Linked DNA regions of Sus scrofa: all the other regions are linked to region 3. A link is a contact called in public Hi-C and HiChIP or PLAC-seq data. All regions are on one chromosome and are shown on one strand. Each heading gives the region's core, a stretch centred on a gene start, on an enhancer-like site or on the middle of the called end of the contact. The rest is flanking DNA. Distances are from core to core; before and after follow the strand shown.

What was found. Hi-C and Micro-C count contacts between places; a contact is called where the count stands out from the background. HiChIP or PLAC-seq counts read pairs in DNA pulled down with a chosen protein or histone mark.
Region 1: an H3K27ac HiChIP or PLAC-seq map of skeletal muscle shows a contact between it and region 3. The contact joins the enhancer-like site here to the promoter of FOXO1 in region 3. A contact is called at or near these places in 2 of 5 promoter capture datasets (liver and skeletal muscle), 9 of 47 Hi-C or Micro-C datasets (embryonic fibroblasts, heart right ventricle, liver and 5 more) and 1 of 2 datasets of contacts at active chromatin or transcription factors (skeletal muscle).
Region 2: a contact with region 3 is called in a Hi-C map of liver, with 4 times the contacts expected there. The contact joins the enhancer-like site here to the promoter of FOXO1 in region 3. A contact is called at or near these places in 3 of 5 promoter capture datasets (liver and skeletal muscle), 14 of 47 Hi-C or Micro-C datasets (alveolar macrophages, embryonic fibroblasts, fetal heart ventricle and 8 more) and 1 of 2 datasets of contacts at active chromatin or transcription factors (skeletal muscle).
Region 4: a contact with region 3 is called in a Hi-C map of skeletal muscle, with 4 times the contacts expected there. The contact joins the enhancer-like site here to the promoter of FOXO1 in region 3. A contact is called at or near these places in 1 of 5 promoter capture datasets (fetal skeletal muscle), 1 of 47 Hi-C or Micro-C datasets (skeletal muscle) and 2 of 2 datasets of contacts at active chromatin or transcription factors (alveolar macrophages and skeletal muscle).
Region 5: an H3K27ac HiChIP or PLAC-seq map of skeletal muscle shows a contact between it and region 3, with 6 times the contacts expected there. The contact joins the enhancer-like site here to the promoter of FOXO1 in region 3. A contact is called at or near these places in 2 of 5 promoter capture datasets (both in liver), 6 of 47 Hi-C or Micro-C datasets (embryonic fibroblasts, liver, psoas muscle and 2 more) and 1 of 2 datasets of contacts at active chromatin or transcription factors (skeletal muscle).
Region 6: a Hi-C map of skeletal muscle shows a contact between it and region 3, with 4 times the contacts expected there. The contact joins the enhancer-like site here to the promoter of FOXO1 in region 3. A contact is called at or near these places in 2 of 5 promoter capture datasets (fetal skeletal muscle and liver), 6 of 47 Hi-C or Micro-C datasets (alveolar macrophages, blood, embryonic fibroblasts and 3 more) and 2 of 2 datasets of contacts at active chromatin or transcription factors (alveolar macrophages and skeletal muscle).

Annotation. Positions count from the first base shown.
Region 1 is chr11:15,048,601-15,052,121 of Sscrofa11.1, forward strand. No RefSeq gene overlaps it. Among named protein-coding and RNA genes, the nearest start is that of FOXO1, 360 kb to the right of the region's middle. Within about 2 kb of position 2,256, at least 22 of the 83 cell types and tissues checked have an H3K27ac peak or open chromatin away from gene starts, as enhancers often do. A contact at or near this core is called in liver, mesenteric adipose tissue, omental adipose tissue and 3 more, where this site is marked.
Region 2 is chr11:15,109,388-15,113,280 of Sscrofa11.1, forward strand. No RefSeq gene overlaps it. Among named protein-coding and RNA genes, the nearest start is that of FOXO1, 300 kb to the right of the region's middle. Within about 2 kb of position 1,399, at least 18 of the 83 cell types and tissues checked have an H3K27ac peak or open chromatin away from gene starts, as enhancers often do. A contact at or near this core is called in liver, retroperitoneal adipose tissue, skeletal muscle and 1 more, where this site is marked.
Region 3 is chr11:15,408,252-15,412,129 of Sscrofa11.1, forward strand. FOXO1 (forkhead box protein O1) reads right to left here and starts at 1,808. Exons shown (of 3, transcript XM_021065269.1): 1 at 1,132-1,808. The coding sequence starts at 1,782. It overlaps LOC102160118 (a long non-coding RNA gene), which reads left to right and starts at 2,382. Exons shown (of 5, transcript XR_001299536.2): 1 at 2,382-2,793; 2 at 3,573-3,634.
Region 4 is chr11:15,082,615-15,086,697 of Sscrofa11.1, forward strand. No RefSeq gene overlaps it. Among named protein-coding and RNA genes, the nearest start is that of FOXO1, 330 kb to the right of the region's middle. Within about 2 kb of position 2,462, at least 27 of the 83 cell types and tissues checked have an H3K27ac peak or open chromatin away from gene starts, as enhancers often do. A contact at or near this core is called in alveolar macrophages and skeletal muscle, where this site is marked.
Region 5 is chr11:15,130,580-15,134,379 of Sscrofa11.1, forward strand. No RefSeq gene overlaps it. Among named protein-coding and RNA genes, the nearest start is that of FOXO1, 280 kb to the right of the region's middle. Within about 2 kb of position 1,797, at least 9 of the 83 cell types and tissues checked have an H3K27ac peak or open chromatin away from gene starts, as enhancers often do. A contact at or near this core is called in skeletal muscle, where this site is marked.
Region 6 is chr11:15,031,526-15,035,633 of Sscrofa11.1, forward strand. No RefSeq gene overlaps it. Among named protein-coding and RNA genes, the nearest start is that of FOXO1, 380 kb to the right of the region's middle. Within about 2 kb of position 1,341, at least 2 of the 83 cell types and tissues checked have an H3K27ac peak or open chromatin away from gene starts, as enhancers often do. A contact at or near this core is called in skeletal muscle, where this site is marked.

The sequences.
Region 1 (3,521 bases), core at 1,006-3,505, 360 kb before region 3:
TCAAGTTTAAACTAATTAAAATTAAGGAAGCTTAAAAATTCAGTTTCTACAGGAGTTCGCATTGTGACTCAGCAGGTTATGAACCCAACTAGGATCCATGAGGACTCGGGTTCAATCTGTGGCCTCACTCAGTGGGTTAAGGATCCAGTGCCGTGAGCTGAGGGGCAGGTTGCAGACGCAGCTTGGATCTGGCATTGCTGTGGCTGTGGCGTAGGTCGTCATAGGTAGCTCTGCTTAGGCCCTTAGCCTGGGAACTTCCATAGGCCACAGATGTGGCTCTCAAAAGAAAAAAACTCAGTTTCTAGCCAATTCTGAGTGTTCAATAGCCACACGCAGCTAGTGGCCAGTGGACTGGACATTGCAGTTAGAGGACATTCCCATCACCACGGAGAGTCGCAGCCACCGGGGCTGCATGAACATTTGAATATGTGGCCTCAGACCAAGTGGCATTTGGGATTCCCTGTAGCCAGGAGAGTCCAAGCTCTCTGTGGGAAACCCCGCCAGCAGGGATCGTAGCCTCTGCACAGGTGTCCCTTTAAGGACTCTCCCTCACAACCTGTTGCTGTAGATGGAGAGGATGGCTAAAGGCCCATTCCTGGCTCAAGAGTATCCGAGCAAGGCGGAGCAGGGGCGCTGGTCTGTTTTGGGGGGCCGGTTTGGAGGAGGCGCTGGACGTAGGCCGATCTGCAATTCTTCATTTCCTTCTCTGCCCATAGCCCACGTCGGCCCCACTGCCTCCCCGGGCTGGTGGCAGTGCCCATTTTCTTTGCCAGGAAAGGGTAATTAAGGCAGATATGCAGATGATACCCACCACGGAGGTGTCCCCTAGGAAAGAAATTAGGGCCAATCTCAAAGCCATTAGGCTATGGACACAACATAATTGGATAAGCAATGGCGAGTCCGCCCGCTGGCACAGAGGCCTTAAGGAGAGCACGGGGTGTGAGCTGCCCTTGGCAGTGCGAGCATGTAATTACAAACCATTCGATGCTTCCATCATATTCCTTACAGCCAGCACCTCTGGGAGCTCTGCCGGGCAACACTTGGTCAGCTGTTAATAAGCCACTGGGGGTGCCAGGCAGCAGCACGACAGCATTTTTTTTCTAACACTCTCTCTCACTGGCCTTCCCCTGTGGTTCAGCAAATATGAGATACCCCTGTTCGCTTTCACAGAGACCTAGAATTCAAATTTGGGGACTACCACACCCACCACCTTGGATGTGGGGGTTTGGTGAGGTGACACTCTTTCAGACCCTACCCCAGAAAAGAGGAGACACAGTGGCTCTCAATCCAGCCAACAGCCTGTTTAAAAAAAAAAACAAACAAAAACCTAACCTAGGCATCAACCCAGACTGGTTAAGTCAAAATTCCAGGAGCGGGGCCCAGGAATTGCAATATTTTGAAAATATCCCAGAGGATTCTAAGATGTAGCAGCATTGAGAACCACTCGCTTTTGTAATCGGGTGGGGGGGGTCGCACTGCCCACATCCTGCTGCTCTGAGACCCACAGGGAGGGAGAGCTGGATGCTAACCAGGCTTGGCCTCTTTGTTGACAGATGACTGGTCACCACGCCGACCTGTCCCGTGGTGGTCATGGGAGGGCCCCGCCACGTGGAGAGGGTAAGCATCAAAGATGCCAGGTACCGAAAGCCTAGAAGCTTTCCTGCCTCTGGCCCAAGATCCAAGAGAAGGGTTCACCAGGATTTTCAGATTCCCCGGGATCCGGGGCTTGGGAGAGACTGGGAGGTTCAGCTGTGGGAACTGGGCTGTGCCCTGAGCATGGGGGCCAGGAAGAGACAGGAAGGAGGTGGCGAGAGGAATCCAAGATGTTTGGGGAGAGGAAAATAAAATAATTAGCTTTGCAGCTGCTAAGCCATAAACCTGAGAGCAAAAGAGAAAGGCAGACAGCAATGAGGGACGTGACAGGCACGAGTCCGGCAGCCAGGCATGGTGCGACAGCTGCGTGGGCTTTCTGTGTGTGGCACCCAGCTGAAGCACGTGTCCTCCCGTGGCCGGAGTGAGACCTGACCCACGCAGATGGAGATTGAAAATGCGAGCGTTCACATGGGCAGCTCGGGGCTCCCCCAGAAACCTCCATCAATTTCTAGGCTGCTTTTGCAAAACCCCATAAATCAGCCTGGCATCGTCTCTGCATCTCTAAGAAGCAGTGAGATTCGGGGCGTCTAGAGTTACGGGCGCCCCCGCACATGGGCCAGCGCCGTGGCCCCGGCTGAACAGCTGTCCTCCCCTGACCCGGGCACAATCTCTCCCTCATGAATTTCCCTCCTGATAGCGCGACCAGATGGCTCCGCAGGAGACGCAACACATTCCCAGCTCTTCCAGCGTGACTCTCAACGCACAGGGGACTGTGGGGTTTGTTTTGGTATTTGCTTTTTTTTTCTTTTTGAACACAAATGTGTCTTGGGGACACTTGATGCCTTACTAGCAACAGCCAGGCTTTTCCTGGGATCCAGATCTTGCTTGGAACTTTCTCCTTGGCACTCCTGCTACTATGTGCAATAGGCTGACTTTTTGGAGAGCTATACCTGAAAAGCCAGCTGTGGGTAAGCCCTCCTCCCCCGGGGCCTCGGGTCCTCCATGATGCTTTGTGCCTTATGCCTGGGGCCCTTTTAAAGTTAAAAGGACATTTTAACTCCTTTTCCCGGGCCTAGGATCCAGGGCAGAAGAAGGGAACAAAATACAGCAACCTGTTGGTACAGTTTCCACAGAGAGGGACTGGTGTCCTCAGAAATGCTTATAAAAGGAGGATTCAGGGGTGCAGCCTCTGGGCAGAAGGAACAGGGTCGGGTTCCCTGCGAACTGAATATAAATAGAGCCTGGTGGGGGCGAAGCATATCCAGGCCCACTCCTTACAGACAAGGCTCTCTGACTCACACGGGAGGGAAGGAATCTCAGAAACCGTCTATTCCAAGGGCTCTCCAACCCGCCGCCCAGGAGAACCACCGGGGGCGTGTTCCAAAGCAAATCGCTGTCTCGGTCTCAGCCCAGATGCAGGGGGTTTCTCCTTAGCTCCCTGGCTTATGCGCTTCTGGAACTTGGGGACCCCCGAGTGTGGCAGAGCTGAAACTGAAACCCAGCGGCCTCCTCCAGGGCACCCCAACCTCAACTGTGCGCAGAAATCACCAGAGGACAATCCTGAAGCTCTGTGACAGTCCTGCAGTTCTGCAGCTCTCCAAGGCTCCCAGGAGAGGCCGGTCCTCAGACCACACTCTGAAACACCAGGCCTAGCATCTAGTCCTGCAAAGAGATGAATCGCATGCCAATGAACCTCTGGTCTTTCCAAGGTCAAGTCTAGAGAGCCGTTATGGTAGAGGGGTTGGACGGGAGTGACCCAGGTTTTTCATCCTGACTCTCAAAATTAATTGCTGTGTAATCTCGAGCAAGTCACTTAACTTCTCTGATCTTTCATTTCTTTAAAATGGAGAGGAAACTAACTCCTATTTTACAAAGTCACTGGCCTGATCAGAGGAGACATGTGAAATTGTTCTAGAAACTCTAAAGCC
Region 2 (3,893 bases), core at 149-2,648, 300 kb before region 3:
TATGTGTGTGTGTGTGTTTCATTGCTGGACACTCACAAGCACATATAATATCCCAGATGCTGTCCAACACTGCAATTGGTAATTTTATGTGTCATCTTGGCTGCAGCCACAGTGCTCAGATATGTAATCAAATGTTAATCTGGATATTTCTGTGAGGGGATATTTTGCAGTGAGATGTAAATTCCAATCAGTGATCTTTGGGCAGAGCAGAGGGACTGCCACAATGTGGGGGGGCCTTGTCCAATCAGGTGATGGCCTGAATAGACCACAGGGCTCTGAGTAAGAGAAAACTCTACTAGCAGACAGCTTTTGGACTTGAATTGCAGCATCAGCTCTTCCAGGGTGTCTTAGTCCGTGCAGGTTGCTATAACAAAACACCACAGACTGGGTGGCTTACAGACAACAGAAGTTTCTTTCTCACAGTTCTGGAGACTGGAGGTCCAAGACCAGAGTGTCAGCATGGTCAAGTGAGGACTCTCTTCCAGGCCACTGGCCTCTCACTGGATCATCACAAGGCAGAAGGGATGGGGGAGTGACTTGATCTAGAGCCCCCCCCCCCTTTTTTAGGGCCACACCAGCGGCATATGGAGGTTCCCAGGCTAGGGGTTGAATCAGCTGCCGCTGCCAGCCTACACCACAGTCACGGCAACGCCAGATCTGGGGCACATCTGCAACCTACACCACAGCTCGTGGCAACGCCCATCTTTAACCCACTGAGCAAGGCCAGGGATCAAACCCAAGTCCTCATGGATACTAGCCAGGTTCTTAGCCTGCTGAGCCACGACAGAACTCCCTGGAGCCCCTTTCACAATCTCATTCATGGGGGCTCTGCCCTCACAGCCTAATCACCTGCCAAAGGCCCTGTGTTCTCATACACTCCATTGGGCATTAGGATCTCAACACGCGACCCTGGGGGGACACAAACATTCTGACCAGAGCACTGAGTCTTCAACCTGCCAGCCCACGCTGCAGATTTTGGACTTGTCAGCCTCCGTGATCACATGAGCCAGTTCCTAAAAGTAAACCTCCTTTTGCACATACACACTCTCTGTTGGTTCTGGTTCTCCAGCAAAGTCTGACACACTCACACACAATCAGTCGTGCTCAGGGCACATGCAGACTCAGCCAGATGTCCCTGGGACAGGGCAGGGGAGGGGGGGAGGCTCTGCTTTGAGGAGGGGACACTAGGGGACCTTTCATCCTTTACAAAGCGAAAATCTAAGATTTGGTGATTCCAATACATGGTACTTCCCTCAGTACAGATTCCAGCCTCGAGGAAAATGCTGTTCACCCATGTGACCAGATATAAAAATAGGACAGAGTATGAGGCTCTAGTTCCAATGTTTAAAGGGACAGGCACGTGAAGCCACCAGGCCTCACACAAGAAGGAAACCGAGTCTGTGACCCAGATCCTGTCACTGGCCTTTTAAACTCTGCATCACAGAAGTCACAAAGGGAGAGAGAAGCATGGCCCTCCCTTACCACATTTTTTTCCTAAGGGAAAAACAACAATGAGCAAAGGAAATCCTCTGTGGGAGACTTCCTACCATTCCAGAGCTACCATTCAAATAAAAAAAATTAAAAAAAAATAAAAAAACAAAACAGCTCATGGAACTGGGCCACCTCTGCCGGCAGAGGACCAGCACAGAACTTGACAAGGGCATCGTTTTACTCTTCCTGTTGAAGTTCTTCTGCAAGGAGCCTTGATCATCATCACTGAGCCAAGCTTCCTAGTGAAGGACACGTGCTTGGTACCCACCTCGACGTGGTGATGCAAGGCCATTGTCTGTGCCGGCTCCCCCATAAAAGGGATGTGTCACCTCTGGGGATGCTGTGGCTGTGACTGGGAGTCCCAACCAGACGCTGCTCTGAGAATGCGCACAAAGGGGGGCCTGATAGGACACCTCTCACCTTTCTGACACATGCTCTACGTCAGCCTCCTGCCGGACAATGTAACCAGGAACCCACTTCCCGTGACTTTAAAGGCACTAACCTCAAACTCCAACAAGTTTCCTAAAATGTCACTAATATAGTAGAAAACACCTCTGTACTCACGTCTAAGCAATAAAACATCATGCTGAGGTGTAAAATGCCGCAAGCGTCGCTTTCCTGATCACCAAAAAATTAATACGTTTGTAACAAAGTGATGCCTGAATGATGTCCTAGGGCCCCTCTCTCAGCTCTAACCACCAAGGCACACACCCCAAGTGGACTTCAATGAGCCTTGAAAACAATTCAATGAGTTGTATTTAGAATGTAACGCAAGACGATTCCCACAAATCATTTTACTTAAATGTTGTATGGAGTTTGGGGGTCATATAGAGACACGTTTTTCTACATAATCATTGACATTGAAAACCACTGTGTTGAAAGATACATACATTCTATGAAGTTGGGTTTTAATAATTTGAGAAGCATTCTATTGAGAAAACTGTTCCCCAGGGAGACACTGTGGAGAGTGTATCTACCAGTTATTTGCCTAGAGGCAGACCTCATTGTATTGCGCTTTGCAGATTCTGCATTTTTACAGATTGAAGGTTTGTGGCAACCCTGTGTTGAGCAAGCTTTTTGGCACCATTTTCCCAACAGTATTATTATTATTATTTTTTTAGCCTCACCCATGACATATGGAAGTTCCCGGGCCAGTGATCGAACCTGTACCACAGCAGTGACCCGAGCCACCTCAGTGACAGAGCCATATCCTTAACCCCACTGCACCACAAGAGAACTCCTCAGTAGCATTACTTTTTAATGAAAGTATGCACATTGGTTTTTTTTTTTTTTTTAGACATAATGCTATTGCACACTTAATAGACATCTATGAACAGGGTAAAGATCACTTTTATATGCACTGGAAACCAAACCATTCTGTGACTCGCTTTAATGCCATATTCACTTTACTGCAGTGGCCAGGACTGAACACAACCTCCAAGGTCTGCCTGTATTTCACTATCCATCTCCCCTCACTGGACCATACGCCCTGCAAGAGCAGGGATTACTTCTCTTTGGCTGCTAGTCCCCAGTGCCTACAAAGGACTGGATGCAAGTCCTCTGAAGTCCTGTAAAGGAGGTGTGTGATGCGTGGTGGATGATTACAGCAGCAACATCAGGGAGATAATGGATTGCTAAAATCCTCGTTGTCTACGAGGAGAAGCTTTGAACAGAGCACTGGACCAAGGAGTCAGAGTCATGAGTCTGGAGTCCTGCCTGGCTCCTCAGTCACTCACTGTAACTTCAAGCCTCTTTTTCCTATCCAGGCTCCAGATTATCTACAAGGCTCCAGCTCCATTTGGTTCCAATGGGAATAAGCCTATCAGGCTCCTCAGGGAGAGAAAAAAAGCAGATACAGTCTCTACTGGGAGGAAGTAGGGGGCAGGGACCAAAAGAGAAAGAAGGCAGAGCGTCTGGTTTGGAAGATGAGGCTTCGCTTTGCCCTCTCTTGGGCACTCCCTTCTTGTCCCATCACTTAGCACTTCCTGGTGATGTTTAAAAACAGAGAAACCATTTCAGAGGTACCTACAGTGTTCCCGGAACTCCGTCTGCGTTCCCTTTCGCAACAGTTCTACCTGCAGAACAAAAGGGCGGTTGGGCTTTCCAGCAAAGAGGCACGAAGCTGTGGTTTCCCCTGAGGTGTCACCCATCCGGCAATGCTGCTTCTGGTTAGGTGTGTTCGCAGCTGCTGCTCCCCATGGCAGGCTCGCATGCAGACAGCGCGAGCTGGAGATCTTCCAGGGCTGTGTGTGGCGTCGGGTGCCGGGAGAGAGGCCAGCAGAGCAAAGAGAACGAGCCCTTGCCCCATTCAAGGCAGAGGTGGGCACCGGAGGAGGTGCCCGCCACCTGGAGGGACAGGTTCCTGACAGGTCGCCATCCTTCAGACGGTAGACAGGCGTTGA
Region 3 (3,878 bases), core at 558-3,057:
AGACAGGAGGTCCTTGCAGGTTCCCTTGACTCGAACCTTCATTCCAACTCCCCGAACACCAGTCACCTGCCCCTCGGACCTGTACCTCCAAACGCTGTAACCCTGAGGGGGCAAAGCAAGAATACCCACGTCCCCAGCCCTGGCCATCCAGGAAATCCTCTCCGTGCTTAATTAAAGGCCTCGAACCTTCGGCGAGGCCAAGTTTGGGGGCACTTCCTTGGGCAGAGACGTGCCGGCCTTGCTGCCCGGCGGCCGGGCGAGGAGGTGCCCAGGGCCAGGACGCGCTGGCCCTTTAAAGGCGCTCGCTTCCTGCGCTCGCGGCCCCTCCCTCGCCGTCGCCTGCTCCCGCCCCCGCCGAGGGTCACACTTGAACTTTAGCTCGCCCCGCGCCGCCGGGCGCCGGCGCTCCGCAGGCGGTGGCCGCCCCTTTGCACGTGTCGGAGACGCTACCTCTGGCTCTGCGCGCCCGGACCCCTGCACTCGAGGCCACTTAGAATAAAATCAAAATAAAACAAAATGCATACGGCCTCCAAAAACCGCGCGGCCAACCTCCACGGGCCGGCTGCCTCGCGCCCTGCCTGTCCCCTCCACCTGCAGCCCCGTCCCCCAGCGGCGGGGCTCCGAGGCCCCTCGCAGCGGCCTCCCCCGCCCAGCGCTGCGGAAACGGCTCCGCGGGGCGGCGGGGAGCTGGGGGGCCGCGGGGGAGGAGGGGAGCCGCCCTCACCCCTGAGGTCGTGGAGGGAAAGGAGCAGCGGCAGGAGTTCGCGCGGGCCGTGGAGAAGGGGGGGCAGGTCGCAGTGAACCCCGCTCTCCGTTCACTGGAGAACTTTTTTTCTGGTTGCTCTGAGGTCCACTTCTTGGCGTACTTTTTTCACTACTTCGGTCCCAACTCGCCCCTTCCCGCTCCCGCTCCAACTCTCACGAGAGCGTACACACAGACGTTTATTCCAATCCTCCGACGGGTCCGAGGCAAGCCCACCACCCACCTCCGATGCTTCTTGCACGCGCTGCCCGCGTGCCCTGCACTTTCAAGCCAAGCAAATTTGCACAGCCGTCCCCTCCGACCTAAGGCGGAGGCAGGGCTTCCCGTGCCCCCCTCCCGCTCCAGCCGTGCGCCCCGAGGCCACTCACCTTCCAGCCTGCCGAGCTGTTGCTGTCGCCCTTATCCTTGAAGTAGGGCACGCTCTTGACCATCCACTCGTAGATCTGCGATAGCGTGAGCCGCTTCTCTGCCGAGCTCTCGATGGCCTTGGTGATGAGGTCGGCGTAGGACAGGTTGCCCCACGCGTTGCGGCGGGACGAGCTGCTCTTGCGCGGCTGCCCGGCAAGCGACCCGGCGGCGGCGGGGGGCACAGGCGGGTGCTGCGACAGCGGCCCGGGCGGCGGGGGCTGCTGCGGCGGCGCCGGGTGCAGGCAGCCCGCCTCTGGGCCCTGGAAGTCCCCGCACAACCCCCCGGTGGCAGCAGCGGCGGCCGCCGCCGCCACCGCGGCTGCCGCCGCCGCCGCCGCCGCCACGGAGCCGGGCGCCTGCTGGAAGTCCCCGCTCTCCTCCAGCAGGCTCAGGTTGCTCATGAAGTCGGCGTTGACAGCGGCCGCCGAGGCCGAGGGCAGGCCCGCGGCAGCGTCGGGGTTCGCGGCTGGGCCACCCGACGGCGCCGGGCTGGAGGTGGCCGAGTTAGACTGGCTAAACTCCGGCCTGGGCAGCGGCCAGGTGCACGAGCGCGGCCGGGGCAGCGGCTCGAAGTCCGGGTCGATCTCCACCACCTGGGGCGCTTCGGCCATGGTGACCCCCGCCCCTCCCCCAGCAGCGGGATTGCCAAGAAGTGCGAGGGCGCTGCACCAGGAGCTGAGGGGAGAGGGCGCGAAGAGCCGGTCCGAGATTTTGGGGGGCGAGGTCGGTGCCGCGGGCGGACGGAAACCCGGAGCAAGACGCGGCGGCGAAGTGGAAGCGCGAGCCCAGAACTTAACTTCGCGGGTCCATCAACATCTAGGCTCCTCCAGGTCCGCTGCACGGACGGGACGGCAGGCCAGAGTCGCCCAGCCCAGGCAGCGCCAGCGTCGCGCTCCTACTGACACGGCCCGAAAACCGAAGGAAGGACGGGCGCCGCGGGCCGCTCACTCTCCCCGGCGGCGCGACCGCGGCGCTGCTGCCTGTTGAATGTGGCGGCGGCGGCGGCGGCAGCGGCGGCTGCTGCTGCGACTACGCTGCCGCCCGACTTACGGGATCTGCCGCCGCCCCCCGCCCGCGGCGGCGCGCGCGCTTGCCCGCCCCTGACTGATAGCCCCAGCAGCCAATGAGCTCGCGGCGGCACCGCCCAGGCAGCCAGTGGACGCCGGCCTGGGCGGGGGCTGGTTTTCCAGCGGGAGGTGGCAGTGGGTTGGTGGGGGTAGTGGGGTGTTTTTTTCTTTCTCACACACGCACAGTCTCCCTCACTCTTTTTTTTTTTTTTTTGGCTCTCTGTTATTATTTTCTGGTAATTTTCGAATGTTTCTGTGAGTCTCTCCGCTCTCAGTGTTTTGATTGCTGTGAGGCAAACCAGCGTGGAGGCGGCGGCGACACTTTGTTTACTACCGGGGAGCAGAACCGAGTACTCGGGAAGCCCGAGTGGAACGAGTCGCTCGCTTGCCCTCGACCTCCGCTCCGGGCCCAAAGCCGGGCGGGGCGGGGGCCGGAGACGCTGGGCGCTTCGGGGGCGCTGAGTGGGCGGGCGGAGGCGGCCTCGCGGAATTCTGCTCAGTCGCCCCCTCTCGACTCCGCCCTCGACTCCTTTGCTGAGAAACGCGGGGAAGTCGGTGGGTTTTGTTTTTGTTTTGTGTTTTTTTCCTTTTCCTGCGATGTATCGAGTCCTCGGGCCCCGCGCGAGCCGCGCACGCCTCCAGGGGCCCGGGCTCTGACTGTCGTGTCCGCGCGGAGGACGCCCTGGCCGCCGCCTCCGCGACCGGAACCCACCTGTCTGCGCCCGAGGGCTGAGCCTCTGAGGTCGAGTGTAGCCGGGGGCCCGTTGTCCGGCCCAGCACCCGCCAGCCGGGTTCCCTCCATTCTTGACCTGAAAGAGTGGAAGCGAGAGAAGGGGGCTCGGCGCGGGCTGCAGATAGTCCTACTTCCCACGCACCCTCAGACCCACAGGCGTCCTAGCCCTCGTGCCCTCCGTGGGAACCTCTACCCCTGGGCGGGAACCCGGACTCTGTCCACTAAGTCAGTCCAGGGGCGACAGGGAAGGGATCAGAGGAAAGTATTCAGTGAGCGCCTTGTCACTTTATAACTTAGTTAAGTTTAACTGTTTGCTTGTCATTTCTTTGCTATTTAGAATTGAAGAGCTGAAGTGAAAACGTAGGAGGGCATAGGACCAAAGCTTTGGGGCGAAGCCCTGCCCCCTCCCAGGTATTCCTTTAGGCCGCTTACCCTGCTGGTCAATCAACCCTCGCTCCCACCCCACCTTTCCCCATCTGGGCTCCAGGTCCAGGACGTCCGGTCGAGATAAGTGGGCCCGAAGGTAGGAAGACAGTGGCCTTGTGTGTCATGGAGCAGAAGAAACAGTTGTCAAGTTTTGTTGTGTTTTGTTTTTTTTTAGGAGGAATTATGGAAGGCATTTCCTTTCAAAGGGATGGGCTCACTTAGGATGGAAGATTGACGGTAGGGTTTTAAATATCTTGCCCAAAATGACAGTTCCCAAATCCCTTTTTCTGACAGGTAATTCTTCAGTTGGTAAAGAAATTTGTAAAGAAAATTAGGCCTCGTTTACAAAAGTTTGAAAGATTTATTTCTTCCCTTGCATTCTGACTCGTCCGGACTCCTATTTCTTCATAATCCATTATCACAGCCGCTTCCTACTGATACTGCGGCCGGGTGGGGTGAGGGTCCTGAGTCTAATGGATTG
Region 4 (4,083 bases), core at 1,212-3,711, 320 kb before region 3:
CACCCTGCCCTCCTGTCTAGAAGACAGAGGTATGGGCTATCACGACCTGACTAATGAGGCAAAGTTGCAGTCTGGACAGTGGAAACCGTGATATGGCGGGATGCTGGCAAAGAGCCCTGCATTTGGGGGATCTGTGTGTTTGCTCCCCCTGAGCCCTGAATCCACCCCTTCATGGAGACAGGAAACTTGAACACGAGTTCCTCAACTATAACATCGGGGCGTCACCTGTCACCCCATTTTTCCTGCTACCCTCTTGTGAATGACGTAAGGATAAAATGAAAGCAGAGATGTGAATATGGATTAACAAAATATAACCCACGGTTATTATTACTGACTGCCAGTCAATGCCTTTGTACCATGACTCATACCCAAACAGGATTAAATTCTGTAACACACCTAGTTGTGCTCATTCTGAGCATCAGAGGGTTTGGTTCTAATAATCAGTACTGAAGGGAGTTTTTACCTGAAGACTGCGAAATTGACAATAAGCTGCAATAAGGACTGGCTAGCTCATGCTCCGTAATGAAAATTGTGTATTACATTATTAGATATTCTTAGGCAATGGGACTTAACCCTAAACTTTCTCTCTCTAAAGAATGGGTGGAAACCCTAACACAGCATGGCCAAGATACAGTTCTCCCTTTAACCCATTTCTTATTTCTCTGCATCCTGAGAAGTCTCTGCTCTAGGCATGCTTCTCTGAAGAGTGACAGAGTGATCTGAGTTTGCGTCTGTGCAGTAGCCCGAAGTGAAGTCCCTAAGCACCACGTTGGCAGCCACAGATCACAAGCCCTGCTTCCCTCCTGCTCAGCTGAAGGTGAGCTGAATTTGACCTGGGAAGAGCCCCCGATGGGCCCTCAGCTCTCCGTCTCGCCATCATTTCCCGCTTCCATCAAGATGCACTGAGTGGCACAATATGCCAAGTGCTGCTTGGCAGAAAACGGCACAAAAACCACCTGAGGTCCTTCCTTTTTAGGAGTTTATCCTCTACCCTGAGTCTGCTCAGGAGAATGGGTTCCCCCTGTGACATCGAGGGCCGTGGGGTTTTCTAGAAACACTTCAGGCAGAAAGAGCCTCTTCTGGTTGGTATCTGAACCCCACAGGGGTCTCTCGTTGCCCCGAAATCTGGATGCCATCACAACGGCCATGTCGACGCTCGAGTGCTCCAGCTTCCTCACTTCACAGGATGCCACCTCCACAGGCCCCATCATCACATCAACAGCTCCCTTCGAGCACTGACTGTGTGCCAGGCCAGGGGCTAAGAACTTTGCATCTCAGTCACCTCACAACAAATTATCAGCTGTGTACAGATGAGGAAACCATAGCTCAGGATGATTAAGTAACAAATCCAAGTTCATGAGCCAGTGGAACCAGGATTCAACCCTAACCTGACTCCAAAATCTACCCACCGGTGGGAGAAGCTGAGTCCAGCAGAGCCGGGAAAACCTATGGTGTTTACAGTAATGAGAAAATTGGGAGGGTTTTGTTGTTGTTGTTCCCTCTGTGGCTGGAAACAGAATGGACTCCTTTCTGAGAAAATCCAGTCTGGTCTCTCTGACTTAGAAAAATAGTCAAGTGTTATCTGAGCTGTTCGGGATCCAAGAGGGTAAAATTAGCAAGCGTGAGAGCAGCCTTCTGTTTTAAAGGTCAGCGATGTTCTAGGTGTCGAGAAAGACCCTATTATTGTCAGGACACACACCAGGCTTTCCTTCTTCCCCCGGGGCATCGCAGAATGCTCTCCGGAGTCCTCCTGACACGCCAGCGCAGCCGGGGGACTTCCACACATGGGCACGTCCCCGGGAGAGTTGTTTCGCAGAGGATCTAACAGGAACGACTGCCGAATTCAGTCCCCTCTGTCCCACACAGCCTGATGTCCAAGCCAGGCGATGGCAGGTGTGCCTCGTGCCACCCCTAAGAGAGGCCTTATTATCTGAACCAGAGGCCGCCCCCATCAGCACTGCCGTTTTCCCAGCACCCTTCCACGGAGCCACGCTGCTCAGAGCACGGTTCTCGGGTTTCTCACCTCCTCCAACCAAAGCTGGGAGCGGAGTCTCAGAGTCCTTCACTGGTCTGCTCGGGAAGAGGTTGGAGAGAAAAAGAGCCTCTTTGTCAAAGGCTCGTTTGAAAAGGCATGAACAGATGAGTTAGAATCTGGGACGGTGTCCAGGTGGGGAGGTGTTGCCTGGAATTCCTAATACATTCTTTCTGTTATGAAAATAATATAGGGAACCGGGGTGGCCTGTTGCTTCTCTGCATGGAGTCAATTTGGCTCACGCTGGGCGACCATTTAAAATCTGACCTCAAGCGGTGCCAGTTTCAAAATCTTTTCAGGCTGGGTATGTTTCCATTCCACACAACAAGCCCAGGGCTGTTCCCTCAACTCTTTCTCCCAGCAAAGAGTAACTCAGTAGACACAGCCTCTTGCCAGGAGTGATGCAATCGGCCAAGCTCCTCAGTGTCCTGTTGGCCGGGCCCCACCCGGCTGCCCTGCCCAGGGGCGGCTCGTGGGTCCCGTCTCAGCTCCATCTCCTTACCTACCCCTTTGAGATCTGGGGAAGGTGTTTCCAGGTGACAGGAAGCACATGGCAGTTTCTCCTTCCATCATGGGGAGAGCCCTGCCTGCCTCCCCCACTAAGACATGAGTCACCAACACCCAGGATGACAAAGCCTTCAGCAAAGATGCATGAGGCGTGGGGGAGGGAGGAGCCACAGGCACCCAGATTTGCCTCCCGAGAGCTCTTTTGCAACTTCCCTTGACCTCTGTGTGCTCCCAAAGAAACCTGGGGTCAAATACTCCCAAAGCACCATGATTTCCATGAGGTGTCTGGTCCTCCACGAGGTAATAAGCAAGAGAGAACAACATATTTGTTTCAAATATAAATTTCTCATCTGAGAGCTCTGATCAGCCATCTGTGTTTCCAAAATGACCTATTGAGGCTTTGAGGCATCTGGAGCTGTGAGAATCACCTCGCAAGCTCCCTGGAGACTCCCTGGAGACCAGCGAGACCACCCTATGAAAATCCACCACCCTGGAACCTGCACAGGAACTCAGGAAGCTGGAGGGCGCCGCACCGCTGCCTTCTGCCACCACTTCCAGTCCCTGCCCCGCGCCTTTCCTCTGGTTCATGCTACTCCATCTGAGGCTCAGAGCAGATGAAAAAGCAATTGTAGCACTTAAAAGACCCCCAGAGGAGCAGCCCGCTGTCATGGGCTCAGAGAGGAAGGAAATAAGATGGTGTTTTATTTTTAAGTAGCCCATGAGATTTCATCGATTGCATTAAAATTTTAATCACAAACTCCTTAAGTTAGGAAGAGAAGAAGAGGGGAAAAAACCCACAAAGGACTCATTGTATAAGAGAGTTTCACCATTTGGAGTTCTTTTATAAAAATTTGTGTCAGATCACAATTTGCTGTCTGGGAAATGTAAATTAGTTATTAATGAGCCAAAATTCTAACATCAAAGCCTGTGCATCCACATGCCAGGGAGAAACAAAGAGCTTTCACAGAGCGCCATCGACAGCTCCAAGCACCGGCCTGAATGCAGCATTCACCCTGACACGCTCTGCCGCCTCGTGAAGGAGATTGCTTTTCGCCCTTGGAGTCGCCCGGGGCGCCTGGAGCATACGCATCACCTCCACCTGGGCACTGCGTGACCATCAGCATCTCAGGCATCAGGCGGCATGCGGAGGGTCGCTGAGAGCAGGGCAGGCACCCCCTTCTTCCCAGCGGACCATTTTCAAAGCACAGTCATAAAGGTTCTCAATAGGACCTTTCCCAGGTGGAACGGGGACGTGGACCTGGTTTTGAAGTATTCACACAGAGTTTGCTGCATCCTCTGTCCTTCCTCTTTCGATGGAGGTCAAGAGTCTAGATGCAAAAGGCCCACCTGGAATTTGAGCCTGTGGGAATGGCGGGGAGAGTAAACCAACCCAAGTCTTGCAGGCATCTGGAGATACCCACTGATTCATGCTCTCAGCAGATGCTGCTGTGCTCCTGCCGGGCGCCGGCTTGGCCCGCAGGGAGAAATGATGGTGAGCAGGACGGAGCTCTGCCCTCACTGAGCTCCCTGCCTAGTAGAGAGGA
Region 5 (3,800 bases), core at 547-3,046, 280 kb before region 3:
TGTTTCAAAGAATATCGCTTCCTAGACACATAGCAAGTATTCAGTATGTATTTGATAATGTGATTTAAATCACCAAACATGAAAGGATATTGCAGAGAGTGGAGATCTCATCACAGAAGTTTAGACCCATCAGGGAACTTACACATCACACAGAACCGTTCATTGTCTAGACGGGAAAGTGAGGTACAGAAAAGCCAAGTAATTCACCCAGGTGCCCAGTGGCTATTTGTCATCATGATTCGATCTCCTCCTTCCAATCCACACGCAGACACCGCAGTCCTTCTTGCCAAGCCTCTGACCAGAATATGATGTTGCTTGGCTCTCACCTTGACCCTGGGAGATTGGTTAACACAACCTTTTCATTTCAAAACTGGGAGTTTACGCAATCCCACCCTTGGGCATATATCCGGACAAAACTCTACTTAAAAGAGACACATGCGCCCGCATGTTCATTGCAGCACTATTCACAATAGCCAGGACATGGAAACAACCCAAATGTCCATCAACAGATGATTGGATTCGGAAGATGTGGTATATATACACAATGGAATACTACTCAGCCATAAAAAAGAATGACATAATGCCCTTTGCAGCAACATGGATGGAACTAAAGAATCTCATCCTGAGTGAAATGAGCCAGAAAGACAAAGACAAATACCATATGATATCACTTATAACTGGAATCTAATATCCAGCACAAATGAACATCTCCTCAGAAAAGAAAATCATGGACTTGGAGAAGAGGCTTGTGGCTGCCTGATGGGAGGGGGAGGGAGTGGGAGGGATCGGGAGCTTGGGCTTATCAGACACAACTCAGAATAGATTTACAAGGAGATCCTGCTGAATAGCATTGAGAACTTTGTGTAGATACTCATGTTGCAACAGAAGAAAGGGTGGGGGGAAAAATGTAATTGTAATGTATACATGTAAGGATAACTTGATCCCCTTGGTGTACAGTGGGGAAATAAAATAAAAAAAAATACACACAAAACTGGGAGTTTAAAAAGCCAGCAAATCAGAAACTAGAACGCCTTTGTTTGCCCAAGACAGTTCATTCCAGATTTCACAAACCTGGCACTGGGCCAGAATTATTACCTGGCGCTTTTCAAAAGGTCATTTCTCTACCAAATCCATCTCTGGGCTTGGCAAAGCTTGAGGCTCCGTTTGTCACTGGCTGGGGGGTTGTTCATTTGGGGGTTTCGTTTGTCCTCCCAGCCATCTTGCCGCACACCACGTTTGGAGACTGCAGATCTAATCAGTGTCCCCTGCTTAATCACACTCATGTGTGGACTGTGTGGGGCAGAGACCCTGAGACCTGAGGGGCACAGCGCCACCGGCATGCTGGAGCCATAACTGAAGTCATCCATCAAAACACGACTCAAAACCAGTGAACCTACAACAACAATAGTGGTGACTAGAAATCCCACTTGCTAGACCATGGAAGGTAAATTCGTTCCGGTCCCAGGTGCCCCGGTCCCGGAGGCGCCCCCAGCATGGCCCCGCCTGGCATGTGAACAGCTGGTGAAGCTGGACTGCTGGGGCAACAACCTCAGGCGGCAGCCACAGCAGGAGTGGAAATCACGAGGCAAGTGTAATTTAAAACCTACACATTGAAGCAGACAAACTCTTGTCAACATATAGTTCCAGCACTTTCTCTCTTTTGGCTCTGACTCCCTATTACCGCCTCCTTTCCAAGTAATTCCGTGAGTTCTGGGAATGTCCAGAACTGTGCGCAGCCGGGACTGGGACCAATTTATCCCGAGTAATCCACAGTTCATGCTTTGCGATGGGTTTGGGTTACCAAGCAACCTCCCTGTCACTCGGGATAATGACCTGACGCGAATTCCAGGGGAAGCAACACAACATGGGATCCCGGGTGAAGGATCACCAGGGTGGGACTTGGGCCAGCCTGGGGTGAATCCAGCTGTGCAGTTGCCCTCTGTCAATCATTTAGCCTCTGAATGTAAAGCGGGGAGGGGAGGGGGGCTGGCCTTCCATCTGGTCATGATTTGAGATAATGTATATACAGCACCAGGTTGCTTTTATGTAATGCCAGCCTGAGCGCTGGAAAGCGATGGTGGCAGAAAGTCAAGTCCGAGAGGGCCACATGGCTCCTGGGAGGGTCCAGCCACTGTCAAAGTTAACTGAGAGGAGGTGAGTCCACAGCCCTCCAGGCCCACTGCTGTTCCACGTCCCTCTGGAAAGCTGTAGAAACAGCTGCGCTGGTGCCTCTGCTGTCTCGGTGGCATTGGGAAACTGGATGTGTCATTTTCCCAAAGCTTTGAGCATCCAGGCAGCTTAAAGGCTGGCCATGGTGACTGGCTCCACCAACGCCTGTGTCAGCCCCAGGCTCAGCGTCCAGGGCTCTCTGAGGCCATGGCCTTCACAGTTGCTCCAGCGCTGCATTTACAAGCTCTGCCTGTGACTCAGGGCAACGCAGCTGGTCATTTCTCAGCTCCATCATGTCCACTTAGCATGGGGTTCACTCCCGCTGAGAGGTACTTGAGGGAACGAGGAGAGGGAGCACCAGCCAAGTCTACAAATCTGTTCTCTAATGGCTCGGCCAGGAAAAGCCCAAAAGTCAAAAAGAGAGGTCCTGCCTACTCAAGCACACAAAGTCTTGTATTTAAACGAGGAGGGCCTGGCTGGTCCAAGGAGTTTAAGAATAAACTAGAGGAGTTCCCGTCATGGCTCAGTGGTTAACTAGGAACCATGAGGTTTCAGGTTCCATCCCTGGCCTTGCTCAGTGGGTTAAGGATCTGGCGTTGCCGTGAGCTGTGCTGTAGGTCACAGACACGGCTTGGATCCCGAGATGCTATGGCTGTGGTGTAGGCTTGGCGCTACAGCTCCAATTAGACCCCTAGCCTGGGAACCTCCATATGCCGTGGGAATGGCCCTAGAAAAGGTAAAAAGACAAAATAAAAACAAACAAACAAAAAATAAACTAGAAATCACAGCAGGGGCTCTGAATGCAGGACTTATGGACAGCTGTCCTCGACGAGGGGCCCCCGGATGCCACTGGTCCTCAGGAGCCTCTTTCACAAGAAGGGGGGAGGGGAGGGGCTTTCTTTGTCAACGTGGTGATAATCCAGTGGGGTGGCGCAGAGAACAAGCCTGGCAATCACCAGACATGGGCCCCTCATGTAAGGTGGGCAAACAGCTTCTTGCAGCCATGGGAACTGGGAGAGGGTGGGCAGAACACAAAGAAATGAAGTTCAATCCTCATCAGGGGCAAGCAGAGAGGGGCACACCCTTCACATGCAGAATGAAGCACCCAGGCAGGGTTACCCAGGGCGGCTTTGTGCTGTTTTGCAAAAAACTCTCCCTTCAAGGGGTGCTTGGTCTCCATTTCAGATAATCCATGCTCAGTCAACTACTAACACTCAGATTCCAGGATCTGGGTACTCATAAGCATTTTACTCTTAATCCATAAAATGTTGGGGCGGGGGATGGGGCAGGTGGTGCCGAAGGAAAGTGGTGCCCAGAATGGAAGTGCCCACTGGGGGATTCCTGAGCCCAGATGTCAAGAGCACGTTCCCCTCCCAGAATCCAAGCCTACTGGAGCACACGAGAGACTCAAACCAAGCCTTGGACGCCAGGAGTCTGTTGGGCTTTTGTTCCCTCTGTGGATGGCATTGGAGTAAAGCAAAAGGAGCCCAGACTTGGAATCCGGAAGCCTACCTGGGATTCATCTCTGGCTCCGCTGACCGATCTGCTGGCCACCAAAGTGTCAGAAATCCCCAGACCTCTCTCTGCAGCCTCTGCATCTTTCACGTTGCAGAAATACAACGAGCAGTTTT
Region 6 (4,108 bases), core at 91-2,590, 380 kb before region 3:
ATTCCTCAGGCGTCTCAAGTGCAAACTGTCCAACACTCAAGTCATCATTTTCCCCTCCTGAACTTCACAGACTCCTGGATCTCAAAACAAAGACGGAGAGAAATACTTTCAACAAATATTTGACAAGAGATTTATATCCAAAGCATCTAAAGAACGTCTGCAGCTCGATAATAAAAAGAAAACCAGCCACATAAAGTGGGGAAAAGAAGTTGAAAACACACTTCTCTAAAAGAAGATCTACAAATGGAATCGTTTCTCCCAACATGGACTCTGCCAATTGGTAGTTGCTGAAGGTGCCAGGCAAGAAATTTAAACTTTGTCCAAAAGCCACTGAATGATTTAAGCAGAGATTGATGTGCTCAGCCTTTAATTTTAGGAAGATCGCTTTGAATGTTAGTATATGTTCTGTTAAGAGAAAGAAAGTGAGAAAGAGAGGAAAAGAGAGAGGGAGGGAGAGAGAAAGAAAGACAGAGAGAGGAAGGGAGGGAGGGAGGGAGGAGGAAGGAAGAAGGGATCCCAAGGTCGAAGATGGTTGGGAAACCTAAATCGATCCTTCAGGGATCTTTGCCACGAAGTTTCTCACAATGACACCTTGTGGGTGGACTCTAAGAGAAGTAGAGGTAAGACGTGCAGTGGATCAAGGAACCGGCTGTTTCGAGAATTTTACAGAGGCACTTCCCAGAGAACATGCTAAAGACTTCCCAACACATCCCTGCGCTCCAAGTTCGAAAAGCCACCTGTGCTTTCAGGCAGGGAAGCATCGGCCATCCGAGCTTTCGCAAGAGGTACCCCCGCTGGATCCGGTGCCCTCCAGCTCCGCCCCTACCAATCAGCTACTCATGCCACTCCCGCCTCAGAACAGGTCAGACTCCCCAGACCTTGGGCTTCCCCTGGAAGCTCTCCAGGTCGGAGCTCCGCCCCCTCACCCTCCTCCTCACGCGCTTCCAGCCACGGCACCTGCCGGCCCGCATGGCAGTGCTGCTGTGTCTGCCCACCTCCTGGGCCACCTGAGGTCAGGGCTGTGCCATTCAATTCTGGGGTCCTGCTCACCTCTGTATCCCATACACTGCGTGCAGTTAAACCTATTCATTCTACTCATTTTTCAGCCCCAGCCAAAACCACCACCTCCTGGGAGTCTTCCTCGACCTCATTCCACAAAGTTGCCCTCTTTTGTCATAGGCTTTCCCACTTCCCTTTACTTTCCCTCACCACGCTGCTCATCTCTTTAATTACTTCACTGTCTGATTATCTGGCTGTGACGCTCGCCACAGGGTAGAGATCACGTCTGTCGAATTCCCGGTGTTAGAACGGGGACTGGCACAGAGCTGATGTTCCATAAATATTCGATGAGCACATGAATGGATGAGAAAGTGTCCCTAGACAGTAATCCCTGGCTGGGACAGAACAGGTGGAGGGACGTTTGGTCATTCAAAGGGCACATGTGCTGGTCGCATACCATTCGATAAAGGGTGACAAAACCAGCTCGGCCAAGACACGCGCATCTGGAGAGGAGGGGAGCAAGAGGCCGTGTGGTGACATAAAGAGCTTCTCTCCTTCCATCTCCTGCCCCTGATGCTGGTCCAGCACAAGCAGGTGGGGGAAAGAACACGATGCTCTGAGGTGGCCGGTAGGGAGCAAGGCTGACTCAGAGATCAAGTTCAGGCGGCATGTTTGTCCCTGGTTCCCCAGTGGTATTTAAGTATCATTATTAATTCATAACAGGAGTTCTCTTTTAAAATAATGTAGCCCTAAAAGTAATGTTTAAAATGTGCAAAATGGAATCTAGACATTATACACCAGGTTCTGTTTCTTCCCCTGAGCACCTCATCAATGCAAGTCAATTTGAAGCTGATTTTTTTTTAATACAAATTCATTGCCCACTTGCAAAACAGCCCATGGAAATAGAATAATTTGCAATTCCTTGCACTTTCTTAATAGCACTCTAAACTCCCTCCCTGTAGCTCCTTTTATCAGAGAATCTTTATCTTAAACCACTTTATATGCAGTCATTAATTTTCACAGCACTCTTGCTAAGAAGATTCTATTACTTCCATTAAACCATAGAGTAAACTGAGAAGTCAAATTAAGTGATTTGCCTGCTCAGGAAATTAGTGGCCTAACTAGGTTTAAACATAGCATCTCCGATTTCTAAGACCTCACACCCAATTGCCACGCTGAGTATTTCCTGGCTCTGCGCAGTAGGTAAGAGCCTGGGCTTCAAGTGGGTGAAACCTGGGCTCAAATCTTAGCTCCACAATTTCCTTGACAAGTTATTCAACCTTATTAAGTGCCTGTAAATTGGGGATAATAAAAACACCTGTTTCATAAAGTCGCTTTGAGGATTAACAAATGAAGAATTATTTTATGATTATGCACACCTGGAAGGGTATATCCCTTAGCCAGCCCCCTCCCATAATCTTTTCCTTATCACATCAGAAAATGAGCAAGCCAAACCTGCAGCTGTGCTATACAATCACACAGTTGCAGATAAAGTCTGCAATGGGGCTATTAGGATACCTGAGCACATTCCTGGAGACTTGCTACATCAATGATTCTCTGATTATTCATTCATGCATGCATGCATGTATCCATCTATCCACTCATCTATCCATCTGTCCGTCTGTCACCTCACCCAGGTATCTATCCATCCGTCCTTCCAACCACCCATCCGTCCTCTCATTCACTTATCTAACTACCCATCCATCCATCCACACATTCATCCTTTCATTCATTCACTCATCCATCCATCTGTCCACGCAACCATCCATCCCTTCACGTTTAGTGCACACAGAAGCGCCTACCATGTGTAAGGTCTGTGCTGCTGTGGAATATACTGAGATGACCAAGACATGGTCTCTGCCCTCGTAGCTACAAATCCAGACACTTACCAAAAAAAACCACAAAACACAAAAAACAAAACAAAACAAACAAACAAACCTATAAACTGAAATAGAATGTAAAAAACAGTGTCATAAGAGAAATGACTGAAGGTGAGTGAAGGGCATTGGCTACACAGAAAGAGTAGTGAATTACGAGCCAGGAGATCTTTTTTTAGTCCCAGATTTAGCGTAGATCTAACAGAAGCCTAGTCACCTCCCAGCGTTCTGTTTCCCCACACGTACAGTGAGGGGCAGAAGCAGGAGATTCCAAGGGCCCTTTCAGCTCTAACTGCAAAGCGTCCGCCTCTGGACAAGGCAAGGTAGCATTCAAACTGAGCGCTGAGTAACAGGTACGGCATTCCAGGAAGAGAGAATGACACAAGCAAGTTCACGAAGACAGAAAGATTCAGAATATTCATGGAATGACGAGTTGGTACATTTGATTACAGCAAATGGGGGGGGGGAATCATGTCTCAAGAGTTAGATCCAGACTGTACTGTGAAGGGGTTTATGTCCAGGCTAAGGAACAACACACACACAGAGCTGACAGGTGACAAGTGATAGGTTCATATTTAAAAAAAAAGACTAGAGAATAGAAAGGGTGAGGTAACGCTGGAAACAGGAAGACCAGATAACAGGGTAAAAGGCTTTGGTAAGAGTTTAGATAAATAATAACCAAGGCTGGAGTCAAATAGCAGTAGGAATGTACAGGAGAAAAATGTGAGAATATTTATAGGCACAATATGCAAGGCCTTGTAACTCATTAAGGGTAGGGCTGTCATTAGAGATGACTTTGAGGCTTTGCATTAATGTCTAGAAAAATATACTTGACATCGGCTGAGTAATGACAAAATATCAAGTCTATGCTGGCCTCAAGCACACTCCGGAGAGTAGGTAAAGTGTGGGTTCTGCCTTCAAAGACGTGGAACTTGAGGTCCAAATATATCATGAGAAGAGCCTCCATCCATTCAAGAAGTCGCTATTTCTTCCAACTAGCACTTGCTGAGTACAAACTACGTACAAAACCGAGTTAGGTCCTCCCCGCTGGAAGGAGAGGATGAAGACGCGGCTGGTGTCCCACGCGCTCCCTGGCGTCAGCAGGAATCAGCAGCGGAAGGAAAGGGCAGGTCAGAACCGTGGGAAGAATTCCTGACTATTTAGCAAGTGGCCACAGTTCTTCTCGCTCCGTCAGCACTTTCCCAGGGTCACCTCCTCAGGGCACCTCCCCA